Regions from separate parts of the Macaca mulatta genome. Here region 2 is linked to region 1. The links are chromatin contacts, called in public Hi-C maps. All regions are on one chromosome and are shown on one strand. The core of a region is the stretch at or near the end of the contact, and the rest is flanking DNA. Distances in the headings are between cores, read along the strand shown. Region 1 holds the start of ZNF862 (zinc finger protein 862). Region 2 holds the start of ATP6V0E2 (ATPase H+ transporting V0 subunit e2).

Region 1 (5,221 bases), core at 2,276-4,775:
TTGCGATTCACGTTATCTTTCAGGAAGGATTTCCTAACCACCTGGCCCAAGCATTCATCCTTCTCCTGAGCAAGGAAGGCTTTGTATCTCCCCTAGAGTCCAGTGTTAAAGAAATCTATGCTGCTTGGTTGATTTTAAAACTTCCTTCATCAACACCACCCTTCTCCCCACAACCATGTTATATGGAAAGTATTTTATAGGCACTTAATTCATTTTTTTCATTCAACACACATTTATTACTTAAGTGTTTCTATGTGCTTGGTGCATGGTAATTCAAAGATATGAGATTAAAATCTATCAGGAGGTGACAGACAACTAAGATGCAGGTGCAATAATAGAACCATGTTCAGAAAAAAATGAGAAAGGAGTATCAGTCACTTGTACAGGAAAGATAAGAGAGGGCCAGGAAACAGAAACATTGAGGCAACAAATACATACAGAAACAAGTACACATATAGACTTCTCTTTGGGGGCATCAACAGCACAGTCTCCCAGGAGGCACATGAGGGGGCGGGCTGCAGTGTTCTTCAGAGCACCCACACCTTGCAGCAAAAGGGCTCCTGTAGTGATGCTATTTTATAAGCATTCCTATTGAATGAGACTCTATTAAAGGCCAGGAGCTGCTCCACTGTTCTAGCCGGGGATGTAACAGTCAACAAATATGTAAATAAATAAATAAACATGAGAATTTTGTTGAGTGATAAGGGTTGGGAAGAAAATAAAACAGGATCACGGGATAGAGCATGGTGGGGAAAAGTCTGACCCGTATCCATTATTCTGGAAATGACAGGCAAGATGTCCTACACTCAATGTGGGATATCAATCCAATGGCCTCAGATGGCTTTTAGTTAATAAAGACCACAAAACAGCACCCAAGAGTCTAGTAATAGACCAAATCACTATCTCACAAGGTAGTCTCCCAGTTCCGAGCCATAAAATGCTGTTCAGAGTGGAGCTGTAGAACAGCACCGCTATTCCTTGTCATTCATTTGCAATACATCTTACACTGCCAGTTGGTTTTGTAATTACTTTATTTCATTCTTGTATGAAGTTCTCATTTCCCATATTAGAAAACAACTGTATTTGGGAAGGGCGAGCATCTTTCTGAGACACCTTAAAATAAAGATTAGAATCAAGGGTGAAATTTCCAGTTTCTGAGGTTTCACTTAGTGGTTGGACCAGAAAAGGAATCAGGTTTCTCCTCTACCTCCCAAAATGTTTGTACAGTCATGCATTGCTTAACAACGGGGATAAGTTCTGGGAAATGTGTCCTTAGGCAATTCTGTCATTGTGGAACATCACAGAGTGTACTTACACAAACCTACATGGTACAGCCTACTACACAACTAGGCTATATGGTATACCCTTTTGCCCTTAGGCTACAATCCTGCACAGTATGTTACTGTACTGAAAACTGTAGGCAACTGTAACACCTGGTACGTATTTGCGTATCTAAACATAGAAAAGGTACAGTAAAAATACGGTAGAAAAGACAAAAAAAAAAAAAGGGTACATCTGTATTGGGCACTTACCATGAATGGAGCTTGCAGAACTGGAAGTTGCTCTGGGTGGGTGGGTGGGTGGGTGAGTGAGTGAATGTGAAGGCCTAGGATATGACTGAACACTTCTGTAGACTTTATAAACACTGCACACTAAGGCTACACCAAATTTATTAAAAATTTTTTTCTTCAATAAATGAACCCTAGCTTATTGTAATTGTTTTATAAACTTAATTTTTTAAACTTTCGACTCTTGTAATAACGCTTAGCTAAACACACATTGTACATCTGTACAATATTTTTCTTTAAATATTTTTGTATTTTTATTTATTTTCTAGCAAACCATTCCGTCAACAAAAGGTATTTTTCTTTATATTCTATGAGGTTTTCTATTTTAAATTTTTTTTTTTTTTTTTACTTTTTAAGTTTTGTTAAAAACTAAGACACAAACACACACATTAGCCTAAGCCTACACAGGGTCGGGATCATGATGTCACCAGGTGATAGGAATTTCTCAGCCCCACTGTAGTCACAGGGAATGTACATGACAGCCGTGTTGATGGAAACCTTGTTCTACAGCGCATGACCGTATTTCTCTCTTCTCCCATTAAAGGCTAAGAAAGTCTACGACTAAACAGAATAGCTTGGAAATCAACCTCAAATCACTGATTCCAATATCAATCCCAATATTTTATAATCCTTCTTCCCCCTACATTTTGCTCCTCTTTATTCAAATTCAGGTTCAATCTAAATCAATCCGGGGATATTTCTAAAGGGTAAGGCCCATAAGCTCCAGCTTTTCTTGGGCCTTGTTGAGCTTTGTCTTGGACCCTGTACTCTGTAGGTGCCGTGTCTGGAAAATGCATCACTGTAGCTTGTGGAGGGAAGGGAGGATGGAAGAGATGCTCATGCGAGAAATCACCTCTTTTGAAATTCAGAGTCCTTCCTAGTCTTCCCAGGAAAAACTACAGCATCAAAAGAACATTATCCTTTTCTCTCTTTTGGTGTGGGACAACCCTTCCAGGCGTGTCCAAGTTATTGAAGTGAAAACTGCAGGGGAGCTCCTTGAGAAAGGTGATCATTTCCTATTTATCCTCATACTTCCAGCATCTCGTTCAATTCAAATCACAGATTACAAATGTTTATTAAATGGACAATTTTTTAAGGGACTCAATAAACAGTGGAAAACGTTTGTTGAGAGAATTCTCCTCTGTGCCAAATAAGAAACAATCCTCGAGAACTGGCAGCAAACAACATCCAGAAAGATGTTAGTCCCAAGAGGCTGCCACTGTCTCCAAGCTAATGTGCCCACAACCACACTGGTCTTTGCTGACACGGCCTGGAAGCGCTGGTAATCCCGTCAAATCCCTGAACTCCACCCCCAAGCACTTTCTTTCCACCTTTTCTTCCAACTCAAAGCCTCTTGCCCAAAGCCCATTTATGACACAGGTTTCTAAGCAATGCCCAGATATTCCATGAAGTACATAACCTAGAAACAGAAGTGGCAAAAAGCATGCCAGATGCCCTCTCCTTTCAGCCCTTTCTTGGGAAGCAGGATCTAGGCAGGGCCAAGCCCTCAAGCGTCCCACCCTGCGGCTCCCACTGGCGTCCGATCCAGACTCCAAGCCTTAGCCCGGCCTCTTCAAAATGCCGAAGGTGGTGGGCGAAACAGGAAGCACCTTCGCATCGCTACACTCGGGGGTCACCCAACCCAGCATAGACCCAGCGGCCACTCGCCAGCTCCGGGAGGATGCGCGAACACCGAACGGGCGCGTCCGCTCCTCTCCGCCACCCTCCCGGGGTCGGCCGCCGAAGTGCGGGAACAGAGGGCGGGTCGGCGAGTCCTTCCCTGCAAGCCTGGCTCATCTGCGGGGCCTCCGCCCGAGCCGCCCCGCCTCGCCCGAGCCCGGCTCAGGGATCCTCGGGAGGGAGCGGGCGGCCCCCGGGCCTTCCAGTCCTACCTTCCCCGACTCTCTGGGCTCCATGGCCCCGCTTTCGGAGGCCCGTGCCGCCCCCTCCCCCCGCGGCCTGGCCTGAGGATGCAGCCGCCGCGACCGCCCCGGGGACCCAGGCTCCCGGAGAGGGAGGGCACCCAGGCAGGGAGGGAGCGCGGCCCGAGAACTTCGCTCTCTCACGTCGGGGGGCGGTAGCGCCCGTGGACCCAGGATAGGCGCTGAGCTGGGACTCGCGTCGTACCGAGCGAACAGCTTTACGGCCACTGCCCAGCCCCGGACGGCGGGGCATGACGGGAAGTGTAGTCGGCTCTAGGTGAGCAGCTCTCGAAGCTGCTATTGGCTCCCGGAATGCACGCCCTGATTGGACGCCGGCGGCGCGCTTTCGGCCCTCCCCGCCTCCCTCCGGCGATAGTTACTAGGCAACGGCCGCGTGGCGTCCTTTAGTCCTTGCAGCAAGGGCAAAGAGCTGTGATTGGGCTACGCGAAGGCCAATGTCAACCTTGAAGGTTCTAGGTTTTCTTTTATTAAGGAGGGCAATACTTTTTGTTTTATTCACTCAAAAAGTATCATTGGTTGCCTACCACGGGTCAGGCCGTGTTCTAGGGTTTGGGAGAACACAGTTGAATGAGACAAAGGCCTTGCCTTCAAGGGACTCACGACCTGTTAGGGAATCAGACCGGAAACAGATAATTACAAAACAGAGACAAGTGCCATGAAAGAGGTAAGCACAAAACATGAATTAAAGCCCGCCTTGTCACCTTAGAGTGAAGCGGTGGGGGATATGAGGTGCTTAGTCAAGGATTTCCTGAGGAAGTGATGCCTGAGCAGAATTAAAGCAAGAGGTGGGGGTCTGCCAGATAAGGGAGGTGCAATGGACTGACTGGTGTTCCTCTCCCAGGAGATAGGGCGTTTGGGAAGTTTATATGAAGTCGTGAGGGTAAGGCCCTTATGGTGGGATTAGTGTCCTTGTAAGAAGTTTTGTCTGAGTGTGGTGGCTTACACCTCTAATCCCAACTCTTTGGGAGGCTGAGACAGGAGGATCACTTGAGCCCAGTAGTTTGAGACCAGCCTGTGCAACATAGTGAGAGATCCCATCTCTATAAAAATCAAATAAAATAATCTTGTGAGGTGGAAGTATCACTTGAGCCTGGGTGGCCGAGGCTGCAGTGAGCCAGGATGATGCTTCTGCACTCCAGCCTGGGTGACAGAGCAAGGCCATGTCTCGAAAAAAAAAAAAAAAAAAAAAAAGACTTTTAGGGGGCCAGGGCAGGGATGTGCCTTCATGAAGGTGTTAGTGACCACATGCATGCTGGGGGAACTAGCTAGGCCCTTTGCCCTTGTGCCCCTCTGCCTTTTGCCATGTGAGGACACAGCAACAAGGTGCCCTCCTGGAAGCAGAGACCAGGCTCTCACCAGACACAGACACTACTGGTGCTTTGATCTTGGATTTCCCAGCCTCCAGAACCATGAGAAATAAGTATCCATAATTTATAAATTACCTAGTTCCAGGGATTTTGTTATAGCAGCACACACAGATTAAGACAATGGCCAACTAAGTTTTTTGTATTTTTAGTAGAGACAGAGTTTCGCCATGTTACACAGGCTTCAAGTAAGCATTTTCCATTATCCAACTCTGCTCTTCTGGCCAAGGTACAATAGACCTAAACTCTGTTCGAGGAGTGTAGAGGAGTCTGCATTACTGAAAAAGAAGAATGAGACACAAGAAATGTGGAGGAGAAGGCAGACAGTGAGGACTCTATGGATTCC
Region 2 (5,978 bases), core at 3,424-5,923, 35 kb before region 1:
AGCAAAGCGTGGTGAGCCTGGCACAGGAGGGTCCTCCCACACCCACAGGGGAGGCCTCGGTCACATTCTTTTGGATGCAGCCAACCCAGCAGATGGCAGGGCCTGTGTTCCCAGGGTGAAGGGCCCAGGGCGCCATCCACACTCCTGCAGGTTCATGGGGTTGGTATGGCATTTGTGGGTTTGGTTTCGGTTTCATTTGATGTTCGGTAGATCTGAAGGATCCCCGAGTTGGGGCTGAACCTGGGGTTAGGGAAGAGGGGAGGCAGCCTCAGGGGCGCTTTGGGAGTGACTCCCAGCTGTGCCCTCAGACATTTCTGTCCAGGCTCCCCAGGCTCCACACACCAGAGCAAACAGGGTGGGCCTGGCAGGCAGCACATCAGAATCATCTCCTCTTAGGAGAGAGAAGGAACTACCCCAAGACGTGAGGAGCTGACGGGTCCGGGGCCTCCTGCCTAGGCTGCTGCCAGGCCACCGCTGTTCAGGCCAGAAAACCCTCAGGGACCTGGTCCCACCTGTCATCACTGTTGGACGTCTGGGTGGCTGTCTGGCCCGTCATTCGTGACAAAGCTCCCACTTTCATTGCCACCGTAGTTAGTAGGTCCCCATGCTCTGCCCCCCATGACCATCCACACTGCTTTGTCTGTTTCTGCAGGAAGGATCGATATTGTTCCTCTATGAATCCCTCACAGTAGGTAGGAGGACCTAACGCCCAGGAAGCCATGAGAAATTGTTGCCTCCTTTACATCAGCATTCTCTCTGAGTTTATGTTTTGTAAATATAATTTCTAGGTGTAACATTTTCTTAGAATGGCCCCACCTTTCTACCTCTATGCATCCAATTTGCAGTGTGCTTTCTGTTTCCCGTATGTTGATTCGGTCAGTATTTGGGATTACCCCACATCTTGTGTAGACTCCGTCTCCCCCACTCGCCCAGCTACCAAACCCAAGCTCCTCTGAGGCCCTGCCATGGGCAGGTGAGAATCTTTTGTCAAGCCCTGAAGGACCTAGAAATAGCATTAAGAGAAAGGGCCTTAGAGATGCTCTGTCTAGGAAGAATTTTGAAAAAAAAAAAAGTGTGTTTAAGTTAAACCACGTGTTAAGAGTCATCATTATTTCTAACAAGTTTAGTTTTTGTCAGTAGGAGGGCTTATACATTTCTGGGTGCAGTGGCGTGTGCCTGTAATCCTAGCTACTCAGGAGGCTGAGGTGGAAGGATCGCTTAAGCCAAGGAGTTCAAGCACAGCCTTAGCCACATGGCAAGACCCTGTCCCTACAGAAAATTTAAAAATCAGCGAGGCGTGGTGGCACACGCCTGTGGTCAAAGCTAGGCTGAGGTGGGAGGATGGCTTGAGCCCAGAAGGTTGAGGCTGCAGTGAGCTATGATCCCACCACTGCACTCTAGCCTGGGCAACAGAGTAAGACCATGTCAATTAACTAATTAGTTAACAGCCAGGTGCAGTGGTGTGCACCTGTCATCCCAGCTCCTGGGGGAGGCTGAGGCAGAAGGATCATTTGAGCCCAGGAGTTTGAGACCATACTGGCCTGGTCTCAAGACCAGGGGTCTTGACAAGACCCCATTTCAATCAATCAATCAATAAAACATAAGGTAAAATAAGAGAATTGATTAATAGGAATAAAGAATCCATGATCTAATCAGATAAAATAGTTTTAACTATGATAACATACATCAAATCAGAAATCAATCAAGTAAATTTTTTGAAAGTGGGTTTTGTCTTATGTATTTGAAAAATTTGGCAACCCTGGAAAATATTCCAGTTGCTTTCAAAAGAATCTATTACCTCTTAAAGAATCAGCATCTCATCACTTTACCTGTCCTGTTTCGACTGTTCTAAGAACACCCAACTATGCCAAGCTTAACCCATAAAAATAATGTACAAGACATAGGAAGATGGGAAGCCCAACAGCCTTAATGCAGCTCAATTAACCACAAGACAGGCCTCCCCGCAAACTAGAACTTGAACTTATCTCTTGGTTGGCAGCCAGGACCATCTAAACGCGGAGCAATGTAACAGCAGGATTGGGATGGATGCGGGGGCAGGGCCTTTTTCTTTTTCCTTTTTAAAAAAATTTAATAAAGAGGGATTGGCTATTGTGAATCGCAGTTTTGGCAAGAGACCAAACAATGGACACTGAGGATCTGGAAACTGATTCCCTCACACTGTCCAGGTACTCGAGTCCCTGGGAATGTTCTTCTATATCCCCAGGGTACCTATCCCAAGTTTGAAGACTTACTCTCACCTACTGGTTCTTTTTTTAGAGTCGGATTCTCACTCTGTTGCCCAGGCTGGAGTGCAGTGGTATGATCTTGGCTCACCACAACCTCCATCTCCCCGGTTCAAGCGATTCTCCTGCCTCAGCCTCCTGAATAGCTGGGACTACAGGCACGCGCCACCAGGCCTGGTTAATTTTTGTATTTTTAGTAGAGATGGGGTTGCACTATGTTGGCCAGGCTGGTCTCGAACTCCTGACCTTGTGATCCACCCTCCTCAGCCTCCCAAAGTGCTGGGATTACAGGCGTGAGCCACCGTGCCTGGCTTCTCACCTAGTGGTTCTAAGATGGCTGCATTCCAGTCACCTGGGGGCATTCATGAACAACAGGAATTCCCAAGTGCAGATCTCGAGAGTTGTAATTTCATGGCTCTAGGGTGCAGCCTGAAAACTGTTTGAACAATCACTCCAGGTGACCCAGTCAGGCACAGACAGCACTGATGTGGCCAACTCCTTCCTTGCCCAGGTGAGAAAACTACAGCCCACAGGGCCAGAACACTGGGGCAGAGCCAGATCCAGAGCCCAGGGTTCATGACTTCTGGCCCACTGCTCTCTTTCCCATTCCACACCACCTCCACTCCTGTTGTTTTATAGGTTCAGCCTTTCAAAAGGCATTTACTACCAGGACAGAAGGAAGAGCAGGCTAGGGTGAAGAAGAAAGGAGGGAGGACAAAGGAACTGGCTGATTTTGAGCTGGGGAGAGTAGTACTTACAAGAGGTAACAGCAGACGGCGGTGGCGACCAGCATGGTGATGATCACTCTGCAGCAGAAGAGGACACGGGTCAGGACAGATGCAGCCAGCACCTCACAATGCCTGGCCAGGAGCAGAGCAAGAAGAGCTCCTGGTGTCAGCTCTTTTCCATTGGCCTTCCTGATGCCTCCTGAACACAGGAGGCTGAGTTCTACTCAGGGTAAGAATAGCAAGCCAGAAAATAAAAACTGAAAGTGTCACCTCACAGAGAGGCCAACCTTGACCACATCCAAGTTGCCTTAAGAATCCTTCCCTTCATCTCCCTTCTCTACCACCCAGTATTTCTCCATCTTAATGCAGATGTGTTGCGGAAAGGCAGTGCTCAGAGCTGCATTTGTGGAAACCCACCAGGGAGTGGTCTGTGGAATTCAAAATTCATGGAGCAAGGGGAAGGAAAACAATAGGCTAGAAGACAGGACAAGAAGCAGGCAGCCTGTGAGCCACTTCTGAGGCCCGGTGACTTGTTACAAAGAGAACAGGGACTAGCCACTTTGTGTGTACTCAAAGACCAGAGACAGAAGCTTCAAGTGCAGCAGGAGAAATTTCAGTCAAACTGAAGCGAGAACTCACCAAGATTAGCAGGAGATGCAAGACATGAAAATGGTTTACAAAGTGAAGCTGTGGGATCCCAAGCCTTGCTCGTCTTTAAGAACAAAGGCAGCACTCACAAGTCCAAAGGGCCTTTGGGCAAAGCTAACTCTAATCCAAACCAGGCCCTTGATCTTTGATGTAAAGCACTGCAAGCTGGTGCTGGAGACAGGAGCACTGGGTCCCTTTTTCAACATTACTAAGCAGGTTGTGCCAGTCCTGGCTGGGCGCTGGGTAGACAATGGTGAATTGGACAAACTCCAGCCTCTGGGAACATGCAGTCAAGGGAAGGGTGCTTTGCAACTGAGGATAATATGACGCAGAAACTGGTGAATGGCGCAGCAATCTGCTAGAGGACCTTCGAAAAATAACGCCAGCGAAACTTATCCCATACCTACAAAGTGCCATGCACTCGAGGGGTTTTAAATGCGTTACCGCAGGTCATCCTCACAGCAGCCTTTTAAGGCAGGAGTCGACATTATCTCCATTTTACCCATAAAGAAACTGAGACTTGATATTGGCTCCAGGTCACACAGCTAGCAAGGAGTGGAGAAACTGCGTCAGTGCCACCTGTGCCCTTTACTGGCTGCAGGAGGGATGACAGCCATCTCCAATGTCACTCTTCTCTTTACCTTCTGTATATGCCCTCTCGCCCCACCTCCTGCCTGTTCCCGGCTGTCAGAGACCCAGGTGCAGAGAGACCTCACAGGTGGCGTCCGGGTTCCTGGCGTCCCTCCTGCGGACGCTCGCTGCTGGGCAGGAAGCCGCCGCCCCGGGGCGGAGGGGAGAGCCCGGCCAAGGGGCCAGAGTGGAGAGGTCTGCAGTGCCTGTGCGCCTTCCTTACCCGCGGTTGGGTCCCTTCGGCACGAACCAGGGCCCGGCGATGCCGATGAGGCCCCAGAACGTGGTGAAGATGATGACCGGGAGGGCGAATGAGTGCGCCGTCATGGCCGGACGCAGGATGCCCAGGTGGGATGCAGGGCCGAGCAGCGGGCGCTGCAGATGCGCGGGTCCCCGGCCGGGCAGCGCGCTGAGCATGCGCAACAGGAGTCGAGCGCCCAAAGCGATCAGCCGGGCCGGTCCGCGCACGCGCACCTCCGGACCCAGCCCGCCGCGCTGTCACTCAAGACCTGCCTAGGAGCCCACTCGCTGATTGGCTGAGCGGGGCCGCGGACCGAGAGAAACGCCGAGGTTGACGGGGTGAGGCCGTCCGCGTCCGCCCCGAGCCCACACAGCCAACGTCATGCCGCATTCTTATTTCCAAAAGCCCCTGGAGCTTGGGATCCCACCCCAGTGGTCTTCGGGGCGTTCTCTGCCTGTACGCGCCCCGCCGGCTCGGCCCGAAGCGCCCTGCGGACCCGCAGCCTGGGCCGCCCCGGACCTGACGGCCATGCGGGGGTCTGACGCGGGAGCAATGGCCTCGCCCTCAGAGACGCAGCGGGAGGGCGGTGCCCGCCGACCTACTGGCCGGGTCCTCGGCACGCGTTCTCCTCACTCCCAGGACAAGCGGAGCGGCGGGCGGGGACCGGGGCCTGGGGTCGGAGGCGGTGGAGCCAGAAAGGCGCCAGCGGCGCAGAGACGTTTGGGGGCAGGCGGGGGCTTCGCGTCTCGGTGGCGGGAAGCGGAATGAGGTTGGACCGGCCGAGCCGGCGTTCAGAGACCCGGCGGGAGGCGGAGGCCTGGCATCCTCGCGGACATCCATCTGTAGCGAACCCGGCAGAGGCTTTGGGATTAGATCCCTGACTCCTTGCGTCAGTAGCTACAGTTTGTTTAAATATAAAATGGGATGGCCGTTCTTACAAGGTTCCTGGAGGATTAAATGAATAGGCATGTGGAAAACACCTAGCATAATAAGGCTCGGTAGTTTGTTCCATCAGGGCTGGAAGAGACTTAAGAGCCTGCTTTCCTCCTTGGGCGTTTGGATCTCACATATCCCTTCTGTGGCAATCAAAAATCCGCATCTTCTGTAGAGATCCCTTTTACAGACCAGTGGCCTCCAGGCGCTGTCTCTGGCAACAAGTGCTACCCTAAGCAGCCGGCCACACATATTCCCTGGCTTCATGACATGGGGAGGCGCAGTCCCCACGTGATGCGGAAGGGAAATGTGCCTGCCCTTGCACTGACCCCGTCAGCGATGTGTGCTCCTGGCGGTTTTCTGAAAGCAAGAACCAGTCACATCCGCCCTTCTCTGTTCCATAGTTGAAACCTCACTATCCATCCTTTAAATTCATGCATGTTGGGGGTGGGCGTGGGGTGACACCAAACTGTTAGGTATAAAATACCATCTTAGCCTTCGAGGGGTTTCTAAAGTAGTTGAGGAGTGATATATTCTGGTAAAATCATAATGCTG

The links. Hi-C and Micro-C count contacts between places; a contact is called where the count stands out from the background.
Region 2: a contact with region 1 is called in a Hi-C map of liver, with 3 times the contacts expected there. The contact joins the promoter of ATP6V0E2 here to the promoter of ZNF862 in region 1. A contact is called at or near these places in 3 of 14 Hi-C or Micro-C datasets (fetal cortex germinal zone, fetal cortical plate and liver).

What each region holds. Positions count from the first base shown.
Region 1 is chr3:189,643,134-189,648,354 of T2T-MMU8v2.0, reverse strand. It overlaps ZNF862 (zinc finger protein 862), which reads right to left and starts at 3,525. Exons shown (of 8, transcript NM_001266842.1): 1 at 3,461-3,525. The coding sequence starts at 3,484.
Region 2 is chr3:189,678,598-189,684,575 of T2T-MMU8v2.0, reverse strand. ATP6V0E2 (ATPase H+ transporting V0 subunit e2) reads right to left here and starts at 4,673. Exons shown (of 4, transcript XM_077997708.1): 1 at 4,473-4,673; 2 at 3,002-3,049. The coding sequence starts at 4,666.